2 separate regions of the Hordeum vulgare genome follow, and region 2 is linked to region 1. A link is a contact called in public Hi-C data. All regions are on one chromosome and are shown on one strand. The core of a region is the stretch at or near the end of the contact, and the rest is flanking DNA. Distances in the headings are between cores, read along the strand shown.

Region 1 (6,385 bases), core at 3,652-6,151:
ACACCCGAGTAAGTGAGTTGTTTGCGGCAAAGAATTAGTTTTGACTGGCAGCAAAGCCACTAACTTCGTTTGTCTGCCGCATCACTATTTTTTGTCGTCTGCTTGTTCCTGCTGACAGCAAACACTATTTATTGACGGCAAAAAATTTGCCATCTCCCTCACTAAAAGATGACGGCAAAAATTCCCTTTGCGGGCACATAGGCTGACGACATTGTTTGCCGTCATGGGCTGATGGCAAAAAATTTGCCGTTCGTAATTCTCTCTTTGCCGTCTGTAGCGTCCTGTCGGCAAAATGCCCGATTCGTGTAGTGAATATTCTAACTTTATTTAGGCAGCTATATTTTCATATTTTTGTTCTCCAATATACTGCAAAGTTATCCTCTTTATACCCACAATGCATTTTTATTTCTCGTTACTACAAAGAAGCAAACGTTCGGTGTACGTAGAGTTGTATCGGTGGCAGATAGGATTTGAGAGAGTATTGATCTTACCTTTAGTGCCTTGTGGGTTCAACACTACATACTTACCAATTCCATCATTGAAAAGTGCTATGATGATTTCTTGCACTTGGGTATTATCGAGCTCTTTTCTCACGCCGTTGTCGGGGAGTCAGGGAGCAATAGCATGGGTTAATATTTTCGTATATGCTTGTTTGCTTTTATCACTAAATAGATTCTGTTTTTCTTTTGTTTTTGTTTTCTTTCTTTAGTTGTGGGTGAAACAAATAAAAAAATTGAAAAATTAAAAACACAAAAAAATACTTGCCTCTTAAAAGAGAAGCGATTGAAAACCTATGCATTCAAGAAGTGAGGATCGATCTTGAACACTTGTGTTCATGTTCATAAAAATAATGTGGAATTTTTCATGAAAGTTTTTCATAAAAATAATTATACCTTTGTGTATACCACTATACCATAAAAACAATATGTTTTTTATAATATTTATGATGCTCGTTTGTATGTTTCATTTATTATTCTTATGTGAGCATCATTAAAATTATCATGTCTAGTTAAAAGTTTTTAAAATGAAGCGCTAGAGGAAGAAGAGAGGGGAGCCAAGAAAGAAGGAGGCGGACGCAAGGAGGGAGGAGGAGTGGTCGGGGGCTCGTTTCCTCCTTATCAAAAAAAAAAAGAGGGAGGAGGAGGACAGCATCTTGGGTGTCAAACCTGAGGTTTTCTGACGGAAGAACGTGTTTTCCATGCACCAAAAATTACAGTCCACAGTCAAGAGGAAAAACGGGTTGCAGTCGATCCTACTTTGCCAAAGCTTCAAACCTACCCTGAAGCAAAAGCAACAGGACCAGCGTCTGAAGCCGCGTTTTAATACCCGATCTGATCTAAAGCGCCTCCCAGAAGGAAATGTTGATAGAGGAGGTGGTAGTGGTGCTGTCACTTTTACTCTCAGATCCGGCCGGAACCTGCAACGCAACAAAGATCAGTAACAACAACATGGCACCGGAGCAGAGTCCAGAGGTCAGAGGAGGACCGAGGCTCCTAAATGCAGCATGCGTGCCGCGTGCCTCGCATCAGCTAGCACACTAGCATTAGTGCATCACAGTACATAGGTAGTAGCATATGGCCATCGTCGCATTTTTTGAAATCTCAAAACAGGGTAGACTTTATTTCGTGCCGCGCATTTACAACCTGATAATAGTAGCACGGCACACCACACATTTACAGTAGAGAGTGAAAAAAGATGAGGATACAATCAGTGATCAGTGTCACCGGACCAGACTGAACTGAAGTGGTTGCTGCCAAATTGATGCAACCACTAATTAACTACTGCTACTGACTGCATAGATAGAGCAGAAACTTGGCTTGCGACGAACTGTCAGGTTCCTGAGCAAGGAACGTACCAACCGATCGATGGAGCTGGAGCTGAAAGGGAAAAATGGCAGCTTAGCTAACAAGAAAGGAGTTAACGCGGCGGCAACGATCGCTCATTAGTCATTACTGGCTGGCGCCGAGCTGCTGCAGTACCGCGGCCATGGCGGGGCGCTGGCCCGGCGCCTCGCTGGTGCACAGCAGCGCGATCCCGGCCAGCTTCGCTGCCTCGGGCCTCGAGAACCTGGCCCCGAGGCGGGGATCCACGAGGTCGTCAAGCTTGGCGCCACCGCCGGGCTCCGCGTCGCCGACGGGGCAGCGGAGGAGGTGCTGCGACACCGCCTTCTTCCCGGTGAGCACCTGGAACACGACCACCCCGAAGGCGTACACGTCGCTCTTGTCCGTGAACCGGCCGGTGGTCGTGTACTCTGGCGCCAGGTACCCCATGGCGGCGCTGGCCTTGAGTGTGGAGAAGACCACGTCGTCGGCCAGCAGCTTGTGCACGCCGGAGCCGGAGAGACGGGGCACCAACAGGTGGTCCAGGAGCACCTTGTCTGCCGAGATGTTCTGGTGGACCAGAGGGGGCTTGCTCGGTTTGCTGCTGTGCAGGTAGTCGATTCCTGAAATAATTTCAGAATTTCAGCATGTGCAGAGAGCAGTAGAACGAATTACTACGTAGGAGTACATTATATACAGTACAAACTTCCTGAAACAATTCAGAATTTCAGCATGTACATCAAACTCAAACCATCTTTAATGTGTTTATTTTATACTAAAAAACAGTTTCGTATACAGCAAAATAATACTACTAGTAATAATTAAGCTGGCTCAAAAAGCTTAGAAATGGTGGTGTATATTATAGAGTACCTTTGGCAATGCCTTTGATGATGGAGACCCGGGTAGGCCAGTCGAGGATCCTCGCCTCGGCGTCACCGTCCTTGATATCCAGATACCGGGAAAGGCTACCGTTCGCCATGAACTCATAGACGAGGAAGCACTCCCCTCTAGCCCGGGAGCGGCAGAAACCCCTTAAGCCAACGAGGTTCTCATGCCGCAGCGACGTAAGCACGCGGAGCCCTTTCAAGAAGTCAGCCTCCTCCGACTTGCAGCTACTCTTGTTGATGCTCTTGACGGCGACGACCGAGCCATCCCGCATTATCCCTCTATGTGTCGCCGCAAAGGTGCTCTTGCCGAGCACATTGATGTCCGAGAAGTACTGCGTCGCGCACTCCACCTCTTCGAGATTGAACCTCACACTCGGGGAGCCCTCGGGCGACAGCCTTGCTCCGTGCTGCGATCCCTCCGACGAAGTGTCCCACCCACTGGAATACTCCACATTGATCAGTGAGGAGGCACTCTTCTGGTATGTTTCCTTTGATTGCTCCAAACTAGGCCTTCCTTCCAAGCTCTCCACAGAACAACCAACCTTCTGCTTCTGCCGGCGGTGCCATGAGAAGACAGATAGACCACAAGCCGCCACCCCAGCTATGATTATGATTGTTCCGGCAAGAACAGCTGCTGAAGAGAGTGTCGATGAGCTTGAGCATGTGCCGTTGTCGCAATTTGTGTTTTGGCTTGTATTTTGTGGAGTTTGCTGCGGTTTGATGGAGGTTGATTCGGGTTTATTCGGCATTTGATCATCGACGTTGTCATCGTTAGGACAGGCTTTCAGAGAATCAAAACGAGACCCGCAGAGCTCTAAATTGTTGTCGAACTTAAATCCGTGACCCAATTTCTTCAGATCTACAAAATACCAGTGGAGACAAGACAATTCAGATGGTAACAGAGGCAGTGACATTGTAAACATGAACACCATTGTTGAAGACTACTTACCAGAAGGAACACTTCCTGAAAGTGTATTGTTTCGGAGGTCCAGTGTTGCAAGCTGTGGGATGCCGGCAAGCTTGGAAGGGATGGAGCCAAACAGGTGATTGGAGCTCAAGTCCAGCCGTGTCAGCTCCGGCAAGTCCCCTAGAGACGCCGGTATCGCCCCGGTGAGTTGGTTGGACTGGACGGCAAGAACAGTGAGCGTCTTGAGCTCACCTAGCTGAGTAGGGATGCTCCCTGAGAGCTGGTTGTAGCCCAGCTGCAGCACTGCAGGAAAGAAGAACACAAACTTCTCAGCCATTTACCATTAGAGAAGAACAATCGATCACTGCTGCAAATTGATTAGTACTCCAAGTTTTTGGTACGGCTAATTAATCAAATCCTGGAAGTGGACAGGTAATTAATTATAATGGCCATTGTGAGCTGTAGGAACAGTCCATGCACAGGGAATAAATATGGATCGTATTTCAGAGTTTGAATGCGCACACTGCCTGTATACTAGTCAGAAGACTTCAAAGTTTTGGTCCATGCAGTGCAGGTAATCAGCAGCGAGGGCGAGCCACCCGTACGAACAAGCCAAAATGTACTTGCCAAATTCAAATTCTGCGTACTACTAGATGAGTACTAGTACTACTACTAACGAATGTCATCAAATTCAGGATCAGAAATAGACGTACCCACATTGTAGGATTAGGTACCAGTTTCAAAACGGAAGAACTCGCTCGGTAGTCAGTACAGTACCTTGGAGGCGATGAAGGCGGCCGAGCTCGACGGGGATGCCCCCGGACAGGTTGTTCACGCCGAGATAGAGCTCCGCGAGGTCGGGGAGGTTGCCAAGCTCGCGAGGGATCGCCCCGCTCAGCTCGTTGTAGTGCAGGTACAGCCCGGTGAGTCCCGGGAGCATAGCCACCGCCGGCGAGACGCTCCCGGAGAGCCGCCTCCCCTGCAGAGATACGACCGAGACCCTCCCGCGAGCGTCGCAGGAGACGCCCTCGAAGTAGTCCCTGTGGCCGCACGGGTCCCCGCCGCGCGACCACGACGCCAGCGCCGGCGCGCGCCCCGACGGATCTAGCGCCGCCTTGATCTCCATCAGCGCGTCCGTCTCGGCATTGCCGGAATTGGACGAGGAGGAGGCCGAGGTGACGGACGCGAGGAGGAGCAGGATGAGGCGGCCGAGCAGGGCGTTCTTGGACGCCATGGGAGGAAGGGGGGTAGCAGAACAGCAGAGTAGCTTCGGGTGCGCGGAGGAGTTGGAATTTGGGGGCTTATAGGGGGGTTTGCGGTAAAAAGGACGATGTGGGGGTGGTGGGGTCGGTCAGTCAAAAGGCGTTTGGATGGACGGTGAAAAGGTGGGAATCGGAGGGGGTTTATGGGGATTTCCTACTCGCGTTCGATTACACGTGCACGTGCGGGATGGATCGGATACCGTATCTGTGTCAAGTGAATCAGTACGATCCCCTGAGGGTGAAGAAATACGGTACTGCCGTACTTCAAGTTGCGTCACCATTCTTTTCTTTTTCGACAGGTTTATACACATTTACAATGTTGATAACAATATGGCCAAGGACATCTCCGACGCACGCCCGGCGAATTATCTACTCCCCCGTCCCAAAATAACTGTCTCAATCTTAATACAATTTTGTATTAGAGCTGGTACAAAGTTGAGACACTTATTTTGGAACGGAGGGAGTATGTCATTTGTCCGCGGACAGTCCACACCGATATCAAAAACCATCATCCAAAACTAACCACATATATTTCAACAATCTCTCCCTAATAATAAAGCACGCAGTGCTTCTTCCGTTCTTCGTCTTCATTTTGCAAAAAACACCCTGGATTTTCCTGAAATCAACCCGCAGTACGGATTTAAGTGAGAGACGAATCGTTTTTTTTTGTTTTTATAGGAAACCCCTGTGCTTTCCCGAAATCAACCCACAGTAAATAATACAGTGAGAAAACGAATCGTTTTTTTGATTTTTTGTAGAAACCTCCTTCAGTTTTCATAAAATAAACCCGCAGTACATACTTGAGTAAAAAAAACAATCATCTTTCGTATTTTTTCGAAAACACCCCTACAGTTTTTAATTAATTAATCTGTAGTTCAATTATAAATGCAAAATACTTTAAAAAATTATATCTTTTAAATGGTAACTCTAATTTTACATTATTATATATGAAATTTTATTAGAAAAATATGTAGAATCTGAATATAATGTTAGTTTACTATTTAATTTTGAAAAATTCTGTTTATAATGTAATTTTAATCAATAATGATGCGCACAATCTAAATATAATGTTACTTTATTTATTTAATAATTTTTAAATAATATTTATGCTGTAATTTTAATCAATAGCGTACAATCCATTTTTCATAACGAGACCGATCCGTGTTGTTAATTAATCCGCGGTCCAATTACAATTAACAAATACTTAAAAAAATTATATCTTTTAAATTGTAACTCTAATTTTAAATTATTACATATGAACCTCCATTCAAAAAATGTGTTGAATCAAAATCTAATGTATCTTACCTATTTAATTTTTTTAATTTCTATTTATAATGTAATTTGAATCTATAGTGATGCGTATAATCAAAATATGATGTTATTTTACTTATTTAACAATTTTTAAATTCTATTTATGCAGTAAGTTTAAATAAATATCTCAAGTCATGATTATTAGGTTAAAACGTGTTGTATGGTTTGCTTCCGTTGCAACGCACGGGCTCTTTTGCT
Region 2 (6,166 bases), core at 3,255-5,754, 280 kb after region 1:
TCTTCACAATAGTTAATCCTCATCTGTTTTCTGCGTGCCTGCTCACTGTGCAATCTGTTTTCACATTCCTCACTCTGAAAAACTATTGTTGTGAAACTTTGCACTTCTGATCCTTTACTGTTTCCGATGTAAGTTAGTCATCAGTGAGGAATTTCCTCAAAAGGAATTTCCTCAAAAGGAATTTCCTCAGTGATGAAATTCTAAAAATTTCCTATTCACCCCCCCTCTAGTAGATATAACGCACTTTCACTCCTTGCGTGATGAATACAAGAGAGCTTCTCCTCAGTCTTCACCAGAAGGTGGATCGCAATCACAAGTGGGTCAAACGCGAGTTCGTCGCCATTGTGAAAACCCTCACTGAAACACAGAACTCTGTGAAGCTTAACCATCACTCTGTGCATGAGGTTTTTGATCGCACCTGGGCTACACTTGCTCATCTGAAGACTCGGACAGAACTTGAAGAATTGGACTTTGAGCATGACTTTGACTGGTCGTGGCCCCAAGAAGAAGTTCAGGCCAATCCCTGTCCCAGACCTTGAAGACAGTTCCTTTTCTTCATTCCGCACTGCTGAATCTGATGACGAACAGACCGACACTGCCACCGGTCCAAGGAAGAAGACTACTCCCAAGAAGCTCCACGCATCTTCATCAACCGCCAAGAAGTGAAGTCTTCACGGGCGTTAGTCCTCAGTTTGTCCCTTTTTGTCACTTGATGACAAAGGGGGAGAAACTTGAGAGTTAGTCTTCAAGCGGGATATTTTGGGGCTTATGAACTATATTTAAGTTACAAACTCTTGGCTCTTCTGAAGTTTTTATGTAATGAGTTGTAACTTAAGCCCGATGGTACTCTGACGCTTTTAAACATTTTTCTTCGCATGCTTATTCCTCAAGTTTTTGATGCACGCATCTGGAATTCGTCAGATACCATTTGTCATCATGCATCTTCATTTTCTTCATACTATATGTTACATATATGCATGATTTACAAGACTCAGGGAGAGATCTCCATGATATAAATCATCAATGTGTATTTGCTGTAGAAGGCAAAATCCTCAAGATATGCACATCTTCAGGGGGAGTCTCTCTGAATCTTGATTTCAAATTCCTCAAATAAGTATTTACACTTCATATTGTTATCCCTGTTGAATACTTAACCTAATTGTCATCAACCACCAAAAAGGGAGAGATTGTAAGTGCATCTAGTGCCCCTTAGGGATTTTGATGGTTTGAAGACTTATAGGTTAAGTATCTAATGTGTTTATGAGTGTACACAGGATCTATAAGTCACTCAGGAGTTTGAGATATTTGATGAATATCGAGCCCTAAAAATGTATATCTTCGGTTGAAGAAATTGGTCTGAAGCTTAAGAATTGAATCGCGAAGAATCTGCGATGAAATCGATATTCCTCATAAAGATATTGAAATTGAGGAATACGGTGTGTCCTGAAGAAAATCATTCTGAAGACTTTGAAGCATGAAGATTTACTCTTTCTGTTTTACTTTCTTCACACTTGAGTAATAGGAACACCGTACTGTTAAAGGGGGTCGAAGTTACACTTCAGAATGAATTTCCTCATGATTCTCAACCCAAGCCTAATCCTACCAAAAGCCTCAAGTGAGGAATACGAGTGACATGAGGACTCTCACAGTTGAGGGTTCCGACCGTTTCGATAGCCATGCCACATCATTGGTCTTATCCACACCGACGGTCATATTATTTAGGGGCATTAGTGTCAAATCATGTCGGGATGCTCCCAGGCTATAAATAGCCGCCCCCCACAACCATTAGCTGGTTGGCTGCTCCGTTAGAAACTGACACTTGTCATAAGAGTAACCCAATTCCTCAGAGCCTTCGAGAGTAATTCATTAGTGAGGAAATACCCCAAACACCAAACCACAAACCTAGAACCAAGTGATTGAGCATCACTGAAGAAGTTGTTCCTGTGTGGGACTGAAGCCTTTTACCTTTGAGGACTGTGCATCCTCCAGATGGTTAGCCGTCATGGTCTAGAGCAATCCAGCAGTCAATTGTGGATCGCCGGGTGACCAAGTTTGTGAGGGTTTTGAAGTCTGCCCTGAAGATTTACCACGAGTGTTGGGTGAGGACTGTGTGTTCTTAGCCCAAGGAGAACACGGTAGGGACTGTGTGTCCCGGGACGGTGTGTCCTTTGGTTTCAATACCAAGCCGCTCCAAACCAGATGTACAACTGTCACAACAATTGGAACTGGGTCATCAACTACTGTCTTCACTGTGAAACGGGTTCTAATTACTCAACTCCTTACTTTCCTCACATTATGTGTTGATGACTTTCACTGTTACTGTTTGAAAAATTTGCTGAAGACTTTCTCTGAAATTCCTCAACCCCAAATTCTTCACGCTAGTTAATCTTCATCTGTTTTATGCGTGCCTGCTCACTGTGCAATCTGTTTTCACATTCCTCACACTGAAAAACTGATGTTGTGAAACTTTGCACTTCTGATCCTTTACTGTTTCCGCTCTAAGTTAGTCATCTGTGAGGAATTTCCTCAAAAGGAATTTCCTCAGTGATGAAATTCTAAAAATCTCTTATTCACCCCCCTCTAGTCGATATAACGCACTTTCAAACATTTTACGCAAAACAAGAACATTTTGCATAAAAGTGTGTAAACAAGATCATTTTTAAAAAAGTCGACTATAAACAATTTTTGAAGCAGGATCTTTTTTTCAACTAATGTACACTTTTTGAAACACTGACATTTTTTGAACTGACGTACACTTTTTGAAAAGCCAAACATTTTTTAGAAAAAGAAGAAAAAAAATTAAAGTTTCCAAACATTTTGAAATCATGAACATATTTAGAATTGGTGAAACAAATTGGAACAAGTTCTCAATTTGTGAACAAAATTTTCAAAAGAGACATTTTTCATATAATAGTAACATTTGTTTATAAAAATTTGAAAACCAGAACATTTTCTAATTTTTTCTGACAAATTTATGAAAAAAGGAACATTTTTTAAAGTTTGTAAACAATTTTTGAAGCAGGAACATTTTTTCAACTTATGCGCACTTTTTGAACATGAACATTGTTTTATCTTATGTACATTTTTTTAAAAGCTAAATATATTTTATAAAATGAAGAAAAAAAAGTAAATTCCTGAACATTTTTAAAATTGGAGAACAAAATTTGAACAACTTTCCAATTGGTGAACAAAATTCTAAAAAAGAGAAACATTTTATGTAAAACAGGAAGATTTTTATAAAAGGGTGAATCAAGGACATTTCTTAAAATATCGACCAATTTATGAAAAAAAGAACATTTTTTGAAATTTGTAAACACTTTTTGAAGCGCGTTCATTTTTTCAAGTTATGTACACTTTTTGAAACACGGGCATTATTTGAACTGATGTGCACCTTTTGACAACACAAACATTTTTTAGAAAAAGAAGAACAATTTCTAAAATTCCCAAACATTTTCAAATCGTGAACACTTTTAGAATTAGTGAACAATATTGGAACAAGTTTCCAATTTTTGAACAAATTTTTCAAAAGACATAGTTTATATAACAGTAAATTGTTTTTATAAAAATGTGGAAACAAGAACATTTTTTGAAAATTGTGAATAATATGTGAAAAAAGAACATTTTCTGAAATTTGTAATGAAATTTTGAAGTGGGAACAATTATTCAACTTATGTACACTTTTCGAAACACAAACATTTTCTGAACTTACGTACATTTTTTGAAAAGGAAAAAACATATACAGAAAATAAAGAATACTTTTTAAATTTCATGACTATTTTCAAATCATGAACATTTTTAGAATTGGTGAAAAAAGTTTGAAAAAGTTTTCAATTTGTGAACATATTTTTTAAAAGAGAAACATTCTTCGTAAAACAGGAACATTTTTTATAAAAAATTGAAAAAGGAAGAATATTTTTTGAAAACTTTGACAAATTTATGAAAAGAACAAAACTGAAAATACCTTTTTGAAAGACGAACATTTTTTAAAAAGCAAGAATATTTTTAATATGAGAAAAATTTGTGAAAAAGCAAGAATATTTCTAATACGAGAACATTTTTTGAAAGACAAACATTTTTGAAAGATAAACACATTTTGAAAAAAAGGAAAGCTTGTTACGAATTAAAGCAATCAAAAATTATAAAGGCAACAATAACATTTTTGAAAAAAGGAACATTTTTCTAAAATTGCGAACAACTTTTTCAAAAATGTCGAACATCTTTGTAAAATGCCGAACATTTATTGAAGTTATGAATGTTTTTGAAAAACGGCATTTATTTGAAATTTAGAACATTTTTATAAAAGCAACAATATTTTCTGAATTTCAAAAGCAACTTTCAAACATGAACTTAGTTTTAAAAAATAAACATCGAAAAAATGAAACAAGAACAGAAAAACGAAAAAACGAAACAGAAAAAGGACACAAAAAGCAAAATACGATACTGCCTGCAGAGGGAGATGGGCTGTCCCAGTTGCTCGCCCCTGTGCGTTTGCCTGACTATTTGAGGCGGTGAGCCTCAAATAGGGTTTTCCATTCTATTGGTTGCTGTAGGCGTCCGTTGAAGAATTGGCTCCGCAGTAACCAATAGCAGATCATGGCCCATTATAAAATCGCTCCTTTAGGTTCGCTTTCATTTGCCTTGCTGCCTCTTTATTCTGGCTTGCGCTGCTGGTTCATGAAAAAGACTGATTTTCATAATTTTGAATATGTTTGTCAAACACTAAAAAATGTTCACAGATTTATGAAATATCTAAAATATGGTCCATCGATTTTGAAAGAAAAGCACAAATCTGTAAAAAGTCCATCAATTTTCAAATACAAATCACTGAATTTGAAAAAGTTTATCAAAATTTAAAGAAAGTTAATCGAATTGATAAAAGTTCATTGTATTTTAAAAAGTTCACCAAAAATCTTAAAAAGTTCATTGAATCCGGTAAAAATGATAACCGAATTTGAAATTGAAAACAGTTCATCATTTTGAAAAAATAGTTCGTGCAATTAAAAAAATATGAACCTATTTAAAAAGATTGATGAATTTTCAAAAATACTCTCATTATAGGTATTGAAAGATGATGAGGAAAAATATAAAAGATAGAAATAAACAGGGAAATGCGAGTTGGAGCCCGAGCTTAGATCCTCTTAATATGAGTACGAGTCATTCTCAAGATCAGTAATGGACATCTATACCTACTAATAAAGAAAATAGATATCCTTAGTTCGTCATACTATTTTTTAGAAAACCCCCTCAAGTTTCTGATCATCAACCCGCAATATTAATTTATTTTTCATAAATACATATCTTTTGAACCTTAACTCTAAAGTTAACATGTCATATATGAAATTAGATTAAATAAATATATAGAATATGAATATGATATTATTTAACCTGATAACCTTTGAAAAAGTGGTATCTATGATGAAATCTTAATCAACATCGCATGACCGGTCTTTCTTTCATATCGGTGTCAATACGAATTGACAATGAACACTTCGGCAAAACTAAGACGAGGAACCAAAAAATGTCTATAACCATGCATGCACACCTTACCAAAATCTCACAAAAAATAGATTTATCATCCTATATCAAGAGGAAGACGTATTAAGATTGACAACATTCAAACGTGTTGTGATGGTATGAACATTAAAGCCACCATAGACGAGACTAGAAAGAAGGATAAATAAAAAAGGCATATGGGATGGCATGTGTTGAAATAAAAGAAATGGACCTCTTAAAATCTTGAGTCATGAGGAAGTGAGCCTAGCTCACTTGGCTAGTGGAGTGGATGTACAACCCAGCCACCTTGGTTCAAGTCCCCACGGGCGCGAATTTAGGTTCTTATTATTTAAAAAAAACTCGCTGTGGGGGGTTTCCCTTACAGTTTTCCTTCAAAAAAATAATAATCTTGAGTCATGCTTATTAGGTTAGGGAGTGTGTTCTCTTTTTACTCGTTGCAACGCACGGGCTCATTTGCTAGTTGTATTTAAAGGAACTCCTACGTGCCACTCCCTGCAGCAGGGGATCGCTCCCACGCACAGGGGGCACGAGACAAGGCCGGCCCAACTTCTTGTTTGTCTAAAAAAATTGGATAATTTCTTCTCTCTTTTTTCCTTTTTTCCTTTTTTTCTTCCGGTTTGTTTTTTTTCATTTTTATTCAAATCGAAAAAAC

What was found. Hi-C and Micro-C count contacts between places; a contact is called where the count stands out from the background.
Region 2: a Hi-C map of leaf shows a contact between it and region 1, with 2.4 times the contacts expected there. The contact joins the enhancer-like site here to the promoter of LOC123407650 in region 1. A contact is called at or near these places in 2 of 6 Hi-C or Micro-C datasets (leaf and seedling).

Annotation. Positions count from the first base shown.
Region 1 is chr7H:420,944,712-420,951,096 of MorexV3_pseudomolecules_assembly, forward strand. LOC123407650 (LRR receptor-like serine/threonine-protein kinase GSO1) reads right to left here and starts at 4,902. Exons shown (of 4, transcript XM_045100832.1): 1 at 4,392-4,902; 2 at 3,657-3,917; 3 at 2,691-3,566; 4 at 1,590-2,443. The coding sequence starts at 4,848. The coding sequence ends at 1,950.
Region 2 is chr7H:421,223,762-421,229,927 of MorexV3_pseudomolecules_assembly, forward strand. No RefSeq gene overlaps it. Among protein-coding and RNA genes, the nearest start is that of LOC123407650, 280 kb to the left of the region's middle. Within about 2 kb of position 4,505, at least 2 of the 3 cell types and tissues checked have open chromatin away from gene starts, as enhancers often do. A contact at or near this core is called in leaf, where this site is marked.